Linked DNA regions of Danio rerio: region 1 is linked to region 2. The links are chromatin contacts, called in public Hi-C maps. All regions are on one chromosome and are shown on one strand. The core of a region is the stretch at or near the end of the contact, and the rest is flanking DNA. Distances in the headings are between cores, read along the strand shown.

The links. Hi-C and Micro-C count contacts between places; a contact is called where the count stands out from the background.
Region 1: a contact with region 2 is called in a Hi-C map of an unstated tissue, with 4 times the contacts expected there. The contact joins the promoter of acmsd here to the enhancer-like site in region 2. A contact is called at or near these places in 2 of 18 Hi-C or Micro-C datasets (caudal fin and an unstated tissue).

Annotation. Positions count from the first base shown.
Region 1 is chr9:24,870,071-24,875,146 of GRCz12tu, forward strand. It overlaps acmsd (aminocarboxymuconate semialdehyde decarboxylase), which reads right to left and starts at 2,007. Exons shown (of 10, transcript NM_001089494.1): 1 at 1,862-2,007; 2 at 515-559. The coding sequence starts at 1,918. It overlaps tmem163a (transmembrane protein 163a), which reads left to right and starts at 3,547. Exons shown (of 8, transcript NM_001128536.1): 1 at 3,547-3,901.
Region 2 is chr9:24,805,113-24,809,883 of GRCz12tu, forward strand. It overlaps kif5c (kinesin family member 5C), which reads right to left. Exons shown (of 25, transcript NM_001123275.1): 16 at 2,918-3,106; 17 at 2,426-2,543; 18 at 1,870-1,946; 19 at 1,197-1,306; 20 at 950-1,051; 21 at 509-569; 22 at 306-377. Among named protein-coding and RNA genes, the nearest start is that of kif5c, 28 kb to the right of the region's middle. Within about 2 kb of position 2,934, at least 6 of the 62 cell types and tissues checked have an H3K27ac peak or open chromatin away from gene starts, as enhancers often do.

The DNA of each region.
Region 1 (5,076 bases), core at 757-3,256, 64 kb after region 2:
GTCTAGCAAAACATAATTATTAATGAGCATCTCTTCTCATAATTGTTTAGTCTTTCCATTTGAAAATAATAACTCCTATTGTAGCGAAGCAAAAAAATAAAATAAATAAAAATCAGCTAAGCAAAGGAGTAGGCCAGAAACCACCAGAGACAAGCAGCTGAAACACAGTACAGAGAAATCCAATTAATCTAAAGGCCTGCAGGTACTTGGAGAAGCTGGCAGATGCTTTAACATCGTCCTGCTCTGAGAGGAGGATCAGATCTGTCTCTGCTGCCCACTCATTCCTCACGGGGGTCGTAATGTACTCTCACACTTTCAGGAAGAGCTAGCATGAGATCATGCCAGCTGGATCTATAGCCAGGCATGCAAAACCTTTTCCGTCCAGCTGGTGTTCTTCCACCGTCATCAGGCTGAGCTACAGATCAAGCTGGTTTTCTCCATCAGCAATGATCAGGTGTGTAAGGCAATACATAATAATAATAATAACAATAAAATAAACATTTTTTAAACTTACTTTGCAGTGATGGTGAAGTTGAACGAATCCACCATATCCATATCTCTGTGAATCATGAACCAAAATGTTAATATTTCACTGTAAAAATTTAACAGAATACATTGTCTGCCATAAAAAGTCTGTTTGGATTTAAGTAAATACTTAAGAGTATATCATTAGATTTTTATCACAATGATTAATATGCCTTTATCTTGCTGTACATCAACAATTCTTTTAACCCTAAATGATGCAATGTGTATATCAAGAACAATCAAGTCAGAAGACATTTTCCCAGTCATATTCCAGGATGACAATTTTAGGATTCATTGGGCTCAGACTGTAAGGCTTCAGTTTCACATATGACTTGAACACCAATTGACCTGAACCCCACTGAATATTTTTGGGATGTACTAGACTTTACAAAGTGGTTTACCAGGGTCAAATACTGTATATAGGTACATATTTAGCTTTGATTATGTGCATTCAGCATGGCACTGTTTCGACAAACTTTGACAAAAGTTTCAACAAGTTGTACATTCAATTTTGGTTGGGATCTTTCATTGATTAAAACAATAAAGTCCTGATCAGTGCTTGCTAAATTCAAATAGTTGCTTTTTTTCCAGACAGGCAGTGCATTTCTACATAAATTATTAAAAAAAGTTAACCATGTTTCATATTTATCCTTTTAATTTCATCTTGATGACTGAAGTATTTAGTACAATGTTAATTAAATCAACTTGTAAAAATAATTTTATTTTAAAATAATTTTATTTTACACTTAGATTCATTGTTTGTTTTAGTGTGATGTCAAATAAGGTACTTTAACAGCATAATATAACAGATTTACGACAAATAAAAATTAAAAAACACCTGACAAATGATTACAAGGATTCCCTTTGCTCACTGAGATAAACAAACAATAAAGGTCAGGGTTAGTGTTCAAGCGCCTTCATTAATGTTTAACAGAAGCATTCCTTTCATAAGTTCGGGCAGTCTCATTTAACACTTTTAACACTGACAACATACTTGATATCAATAATAATATCTGATTATAAAGATACAAAAATAAAGACAAACTAATTTTTTACTAGAACTATGTTTAGCTGCTTTGACACAATCTACATTGTAAAAAGCGCTATAAATAAACATTATTGAATTGAACTATATATGACTAAGCACATTTTCTATACACAGTTCACCATTCAAATGTTGGCCTTTGTATTAAAATCTATCAGAGGCAGTTTAAAGGCATCAAGGTAACTGCTATGTGAAACATTGAAAAAAAAAATACATCATGTGAGCCTGGAAGTCTTGGTTACCCTTAATGACCCATAAAAAAGCATAAATGTTCCACCCTAAGCAACCTACCTGTTTTAAGTCTGGCCATTCCCTTGGTAAAATATGATTATGAATATCAACCTTCATTCTTCTGATTTTAAGTGCTCAAATCTCAGCACTGAAGCTTGTCAACTGAACATTCACCCTTGCGCTGTTGTGAATGTTCAGCGGTGTGTGAAACGGAAAACAAACATTCCCACCCCTGATCCCTGGCATTTTAAAACAGTCCAATGAAAAACCCTGAGAAGATAGAGACCAACCAGAATTAACTTATTATGACCTGTCAGCATAGATTTCATACCTGTAATAATTTTTTTAAATACAGATTATAGATTAACCTTTATCCAATATAGGCTACTGCAGACAGTAAAAAACACACACACAAAAAACACAAAAAGGTATTTATAATAAAATAAGGTTTATAAAATTGTCTGAGAAAGGTGAGTCTGCCTGCTGTGCAGTCTGTGAGAACTAGTTTCGATGAATTCAGACGTGCCCTAATAGTTCACCTCCTGCACATCACTGTCCTCTATTGGTGACTTAAGGCAGTGCATCAGAGACTGGCATTCATCTGACATCAAGACTTATCAACGCTGGCAGTTCAGATGCAAACACATACTAAATAACAATGTTTCGTTTATTTAAATCAAATGCACTAATGAAATTAAATAATCGACAAAACGAACCGATTTTTAATTTTTAACACCACTTTAGCATCTATATGCACATTTTACCCAAACGTGTGTTGAACAACGAGTCATGTAGTACGTAGTAATGTGGTAATTAATTACGTCCAAATTGTATTGCTACCTAGGCCTACTATTTAAGTTATGAAGTAAGTTCAATTTTAAGTTCAAATAACTTTTTTTGTATTGTTTGTATTTTTTACATTTAAAAAAAAAATTCTAATTGAAACCAAATTGAAATAGACGACACAGAATATTATCATTTTTAACAATTAAGTTAATTGTGTTTTATTTAAAATCGGGTTCTCACAGTAAAGAGTAGATGGAAACCCTGGGCTGGATCATCAATCAGTGGATTGCAGGAAGGGTTGATCAAAGAGGAAAACTTAACCTACTCCACTCCTCTTAGTTCCGGGTCTTGTTGTTGCTTATTAAAATGTCGTAAAAACGTCGCGTTTTGGATTCCGAGTTTTTTGTTCGAGGAAAATCGCAAACTAGTGTGTTTTGTCGGTGTTTAAGTTATGAAGCTTCAAAAGGAACGTTCAAAGTAACTTAAATTTAAAGTAAAATTACAGAGCAACAACATTTTAGATCAACGCAAATATGTGACCGCACATTGTTTAAAACATAAACGTTTTACTTATGTACAAAGAAATTTGACAGTCTCTTTGTTTATGTATTTAAAACTACTGCTTGTCCGATATTTCTTAGCGCAAACATCATTAGACTTGAATAAACACAGTTGAAAGGAACACAATCATAACATTGTGTCATTCAGTCGTTATCTCATTGAGGACTGGACAGGGCTCTGGCAGGCAGGTGAGGCAGTCAAACACTTGACAAGACTCTAATCTGTGTCCATCTGAAGGAGGAACTATAGGCTTTATCGCCTCTAGCTTCGATCGGATTGTGTCAAGATATGTTGAAACTGGAAAGCGTGACAGGATCTTAACCAAACTATCCCCATGTCGAATGGGTGGCTGCAGTTCTTGCGCTCGGATTGGAGTTGTTCTCGGTGGGAGGGTGCGGTGGGGGTCCGTTGCTGATGCTGGGCAGATTGCGTTTATCTCCGCATCTCTGCTCCGCTACCCTTAATGCTGCCACTGGATGGCTGCGCGACGCAGATCGACGTGAGATTATTTATTGAAGACTTCATTTGATTTAAAAAGCAAGAAAACAAATAAAGCTAACAATGACAGACAGTACGACTTCAGATCTGTGTCCTGTTCCCAATCCGACTATTGTGGACCCTTCGGCTGTGCGAAACGGACAATGCGCTGCTGCCCAGGATCCAAACCTACCCAAACGAGGGAGCCAGGGCGACCCTTTTAATGTGGACCAGGATCAGGAGATGAAAATCACAGATAGCGTTGAGGGCCAAGGTAAACATTTCTTATAGATATACAACAGACCAATGTCTACTTTTCTACAGTTGTTTTAGGATGCATTTAAAAGACAGGGATGTTCTTCAAAGTGTTTTGGTCTGGGATGTGATGTAAATAAGAGGGGCTCGCGAAGGTTGCGGTCCATTGGCGCACGCAGGCGCTCTTGAAGCTATTAATAATTCAGGTGTGCATAAAAACCATTCAGTTTTCAACATTATTTGTACGCTGTTTATAAATATATTGTCAGTTTCAGTGGAGCAGCTTCATTTCATTCAGTTTCGTCACGTCGCGAGGTCGCAAAGTGTCTGTCTAATGCAAAGCGGCTGTCAAAGTTTCATGTTGGAAAACAAAGTTTGTGAATGTTTTCTTGTATTGCATATAAATTCTGTTCATTATGGGGTTACACTTTGATGCTATTTGGTTGTCAGCAGTGATGTAGCTGGTAAACTTTGCAACGTCACGTTTCGATTTTCTCTATAGAGTCATAAAAATTATAAGTAATTTAAATTAAATATTAATACTAATAATATATTTTGATTTTTTTATGTGGTTTTATTACCGTTCAATATTAACTGCTTGTTGAGCATAGTCCTGCCAAAATGACATTTTGCTCAAAGGTTTTCCTAATGGAGTTTATTAACAGTCATTTTTGAGTAATTTTGTCTTTTAGTCCTTTTAAGGATTTGTTTTTTTTACAGTCTCATCCATCTTTTTACGACTGGAAAGTTTGTATTTGCTCATGGTCAAATAGAGCTCAAATGTACGGCCGACTCACACCTCAAGTGAAGCTGTTCAGAGGTGCATCTTTATCTCACATCAGCATTTCCACTCTTAGAAGCAGCATTAGTCTCTGCACCTGCAGGACCTGAGTGTTGCTGTATGCTGGAGCTCCCCTCTGTGCAGTCAGTTTGAGCCACTGAATAATTCATAAGACCCTTCAACTCTCTACTGGTGAAATTGTGGGGGCATTAGAATGTGACTAAGAAGCCTTATAAAAAGTCAAATTAATGAAGAATCAGAAACTGGAATTTTTGTTCAAAGTCAACTGCAGTCTGCTCTGCAGTAGTCACTTTTATTAGCACTTGGATATGTGTGGTGTAATCCATTTCAAATGATCCTGACCCTAACTGACAAACACATCATGTGGTCGGCCACGTTATGTGCTGCTCAAACA
Region 2 (4,771 bases), core at 1,684-4,183:
AAAACAATATTTAAGCATTGAAGAGATAGAAAGGATGAAAACCTGTAACCACTCACATCCACAGTAGGAAAAACTACTATGGAAATCAGTAGTTACAGGTTTCCAGCATTCGTCAAGACATCATCATCTTTTGTGTTCAACAGAATAAAGAAAATCAAACAGGTTTGTAACAAGTAAAGGGTGGGTAAACAATGACTTCTCTTTAAGGAAGCAAAATGGCCAAAATGGTGCCGGTGCCAAAAAAAAAAATAATAATCAAAAAAGTACATATAAAAAATAGAACAGCCGCTGTTTTGGATACTCACTCGGCCAATGCGATTATTGATATCTTGGATGAACAGTTTACGCAGGTCATGGAGAGTCTGGAGCTCTTTGGCCTTGTAGAAGAGAGAACTGAATGATCAGTTATCTAAAACTGACTTTCAATAAGAACAAAATCTATGCATAGCTATGAGATAAACTCTAGGTGAAGTAAAAATCATGTGCTGTGTAAAGTAATCTTGCTCACCACAGTCTCCTCCAGACCCTTCAGATCTTCTTTAGCTTGCTCCTTCTTCTCATTCAAAAAGCTGATTAAAACAACAATAATTATGCGATTAGAAAGGTTTTTAGGAGTTGCACATACTGTAGCTGCTTAAATTTAAAATCTATCTGTAAAGGGACAGCTCGCCCACCCTCAGATGCTTCCAAACCTTCCTCTTTTTCCTGCTGAACACAAAATGTTGGAAACCAGTAACTATTTACATAGTAGAATAAACAATTACTATGGAAGTCATTGGCTACTGGTTTACAACATTTTTCAAAACATCTTCTTTTGTGTTCAACAAAAGAAAGAAATTCTCAAGGTTTGAGGTGAAGGGTGAATAAATATCCATTTTTTGAATTAACTATACCTTTAATCTTCATTAGCAGATGATTTAGATAATGTTTTAATGAGCAGTGAACTCACAGAAGCTTCTGTAGCCTTTCGTCCTTCTTCTGGTCCTCCTGTTGGAGCTTCTCGTAGTCAGACATGAGCTTCTTCTGTTCAAGTTCAAGAGCCTGGTTCACACTGTCATCACATGGCAAAAAATACTGAATGCATCAAACCGTTTTAATGGGTCTTGGTTTATTTTGATTAAGGCCAGGCATGAGCAGATTTTCCCAAAAGTGAATGTTCAAAATTAATATTGTGTTTTAAACTAAAAAGCACTTACTCCTTTAGCTCATCTAGTATCCTCTGTTTCTCCTCGATCTCATCCCGCAGACGTGAAAGCTGCTTCTGATGAGTCTCTCTGTGGCTTTCCATCTGCTGCTCCAGGGCTTTCTATATGCAGACACACAGATTTATATATACTATTATTTATTTGAACATTTATCATGTATGTTATTACATTTAAAGTGTACATATGATGGTTTAAAGATCAAATTGCACAATAAATTGAGTTATTGATTCTGAATTGCCTGAAATGATTTGTCAATCCCCTGCATAGGTTTGTAACACATTAGTAAAATGCCAACTCTTCCAGCAAACAACATCTACTTTGACCCTTAAAGAATGTAGCTGCAAATGAGGCCCAGAAGAGTGTTTGTGTTGTCAAAATGTTGTGTAAAAAATTCAGATACGATAATGGCATGTACTTGCCCTGAAAGCATTTTTTGTGTTCAAAATAAGTCTTATAGATGTATAAATGTTAACTTAGTGGTTAAAAAAAAAGGTGAATATTGAGCTGTCGGTAAAAATCGCTTTGGGCTACTCTAAGGCATCTGTTATATTTTTACAGAGAGCCCAAATTTAGCCTTGTTTTAGCCAAGATGTGTATGTTTAGATGTCTATTTCTTATGGACATAGTAGCTTGAGGTTTCAGAGGCAGTGTTTGTGTTTTTCACCTTCATTTCTTCAGCATCCTGCATTCTGCTCATGTGTTCCTTCTCCTTATCCAGGACTGAAACCTCATGCATCCTTTCTGTAACAACCAAAATGATGGCAAAGATTTCTGAATATTTTTAAATCTACAGACATGGAAAAATTATATAACCAATTAAAAATGTTCAGTTCCTCTGGATTTAATGGATTTATTTGGTATGGGGTTGAGTAAAATATCTTTCTAATTTCAAATGATGGTATTGTCGATTAAAGCAATCTTTTTAAAAAAAATGTTTTTATTTGTTGTGATTGAAAATGAGGTTTATTCCTCCAAATATTGATTTCTTAACTCTTTTAAAGCTAAAACATTGGCATTTTGTTGTGTAAAAATGAATATAAAATGTCTGTAAACTTTTATGAAAGGCATTTTTGTTGCTATAAATGTAGATTATTTTCAATTGGTCTCCTAAGTTTATCCATAGCTGTGTTCAAACTTACTTTTAAGTGTGCTTGTTTTTCATTTTCACATTACCACATTTTTTTTGTGACAGATTTAGCAAGATTTTAAACCACAAAGACCTTCTGCATGGAGTTTAGCGAGTTCCTCTGTCAGTGAATCATGGCTTTCCTCCAGCTGTCTCTTCTTCTGTTCCATGTTCTGCATGTAGTCTGTGAGGGATTTGATCTTTGCTTGATGCTGGACACAGGAAGAAAAAAACATAAAACACAAAAAAACAATGTTTAGATTATTGTGCTTAAGAACTTATATTAATGGAATAGAACATTAAAAAACCTTTTTGTAAATGTAACAATCTTTAATCAGTTAATATAGGGGCAAAAATAAAAAGTGTATACAGGAAAACTAAAACAGATAATCTGCAAAAAAAATCTATATATCACTATTCTTAAAATGAGAAAAAAAGCTGTGAAAAAATGAAACTTACAAACCATTTAAAATAGAGCCGTTACATTTTTTCTTTCTTTTTAAAATCATCAGGAGATCAAAGAGAAGAATCGCCCATGTGTCTGGATACTGATCACTAGGGGGCGCAGTTGACTGCTTGTGTGTACCTGAGAAATCAGCATCTGACAGGACGCCAGCTCTTTCTCGTTGGCCTGCATTTTACGCATGGTGTCGCTCTGCGTGCTCTCTAGCTGTTTACTGCGGTTGACCAGAGACTTTACTTCTGACTTCATCTTACTGATGAAGAGCCGTGCCATAGTGAATTCCTCCTCCATTCCTCCATTCAGCTCTGACAACTGAATAAAGACAGAGAAACAGCAGGAACTCAGGTAAAAACCACTTCAATACATTTTAAATTACATCATTTAAATGAGCTCATGTAGGTTCCAGTTTAAAAGTATGCTGTGAGAAATTAATCATTTAAATCAATAATGCTAGTAATCAGGTGGTATGATGTTAAATTTATCAATGGTGAAGTAAACACATTTAAGTATTACAAAATTTATCAGTTTGAAACAAATGCTGTCATCTAACTTTCTATAAATAAAATAATTCTTATTTATTATCTCTCATACCTCATTGATATCACTTTTTTTTTTTTTTTTACCAAAAAAGCTGTTCCACCATCTTCAAATTATATAATGATAATCTAAGTACAGTACATTTATTATGTATTATACCTACTATATTATTATATGCTTATATACCAGTTAACATTAACATTATTTCTGAAGGATCATATGGCACAGAGGATTGGAGTAAAATTTTAAAATATTTTTTAACGATTATTAAATGTTTTAACAATTACGTAATAATTCAGTTTATATATATATATATATATATATATATATATATATATATATATATATATATATATATATATATATATATATATATATATATATATATATATATATATACACACACAGTTAAAGTCAGAATTATTAGCACCCCTTTGAATTTTGTTTAATAATGATGATGTTGTACAGAAATGATGTTAATAATGATGTTTAACAGAAAAAGGAAATTTTCACAGTATGTCTGGTAATATTTTTTCTTCTGGGGAAAGTCTTATTTGTTGTATTTCAGCTAGAATAAAAGCAGTTATAATTTTTTTTAAACACCATTTAAGACACAAAATTATTACCCCTTTTAAGCTATATTTTTTTCAATAGTCTACAGAACAAACCATTATACAATAACTTGCCTAATTACCCTATCCTGCTTAGTTAACCTAATTAACCTAGTTAAGCCTTTAAATGACACTTTAAGCTGTATAGAAGTGTCTTGAAAAAGATCTAGTAATATATTATTTTCTGTCATCATGGCAAAGATAAAATAATTCATTTATTTAAAATGAGTTATTAAAACTATTATGTTTAGAAATGTGTTGAAAAAATCTCTCCATTAAACAGAAATTGGGGAAACAAATAAACAGGGGGGCTAATAATTCAGGGGGACTAATAATTCTGACATCAACTGTACATACAACAGTTCTGTCTGGTTCTTAAATCTGATTGACTGATAGCTGTGAGATATTTAAGTAATATCAGCACCCGTACAGCCTCTTTACCCTTTGTGTATTACTCTGCCCACATCCAGTCAGCAACAAGCAAAGGACAGTCTACAGTTTGACAAATATTTCAGCTGTTGAACAACATCATAGATATATACATTAGATGTCGCCTACCCTGTTGTTGTCTATTGGAAGGTATGCGTCAATAGAGCCGCCGTTTTAGTACAGGGTAAGACTGGAGGACTGTGGCCATCTAGAGCCAGATAATTACACATATATACATATATCTATGATCGGGAGTTTTATCGGAGGTCAGTATGCTAAATTATTTTTATAAATTACGAAATTATATTTTACATCACTTTTCTACATTGATGGACAACTGATCGCACAGGCATTCCCGAAAAAAAGCTTATGTTTGTGTTTATGGAAATGTACTATCTAC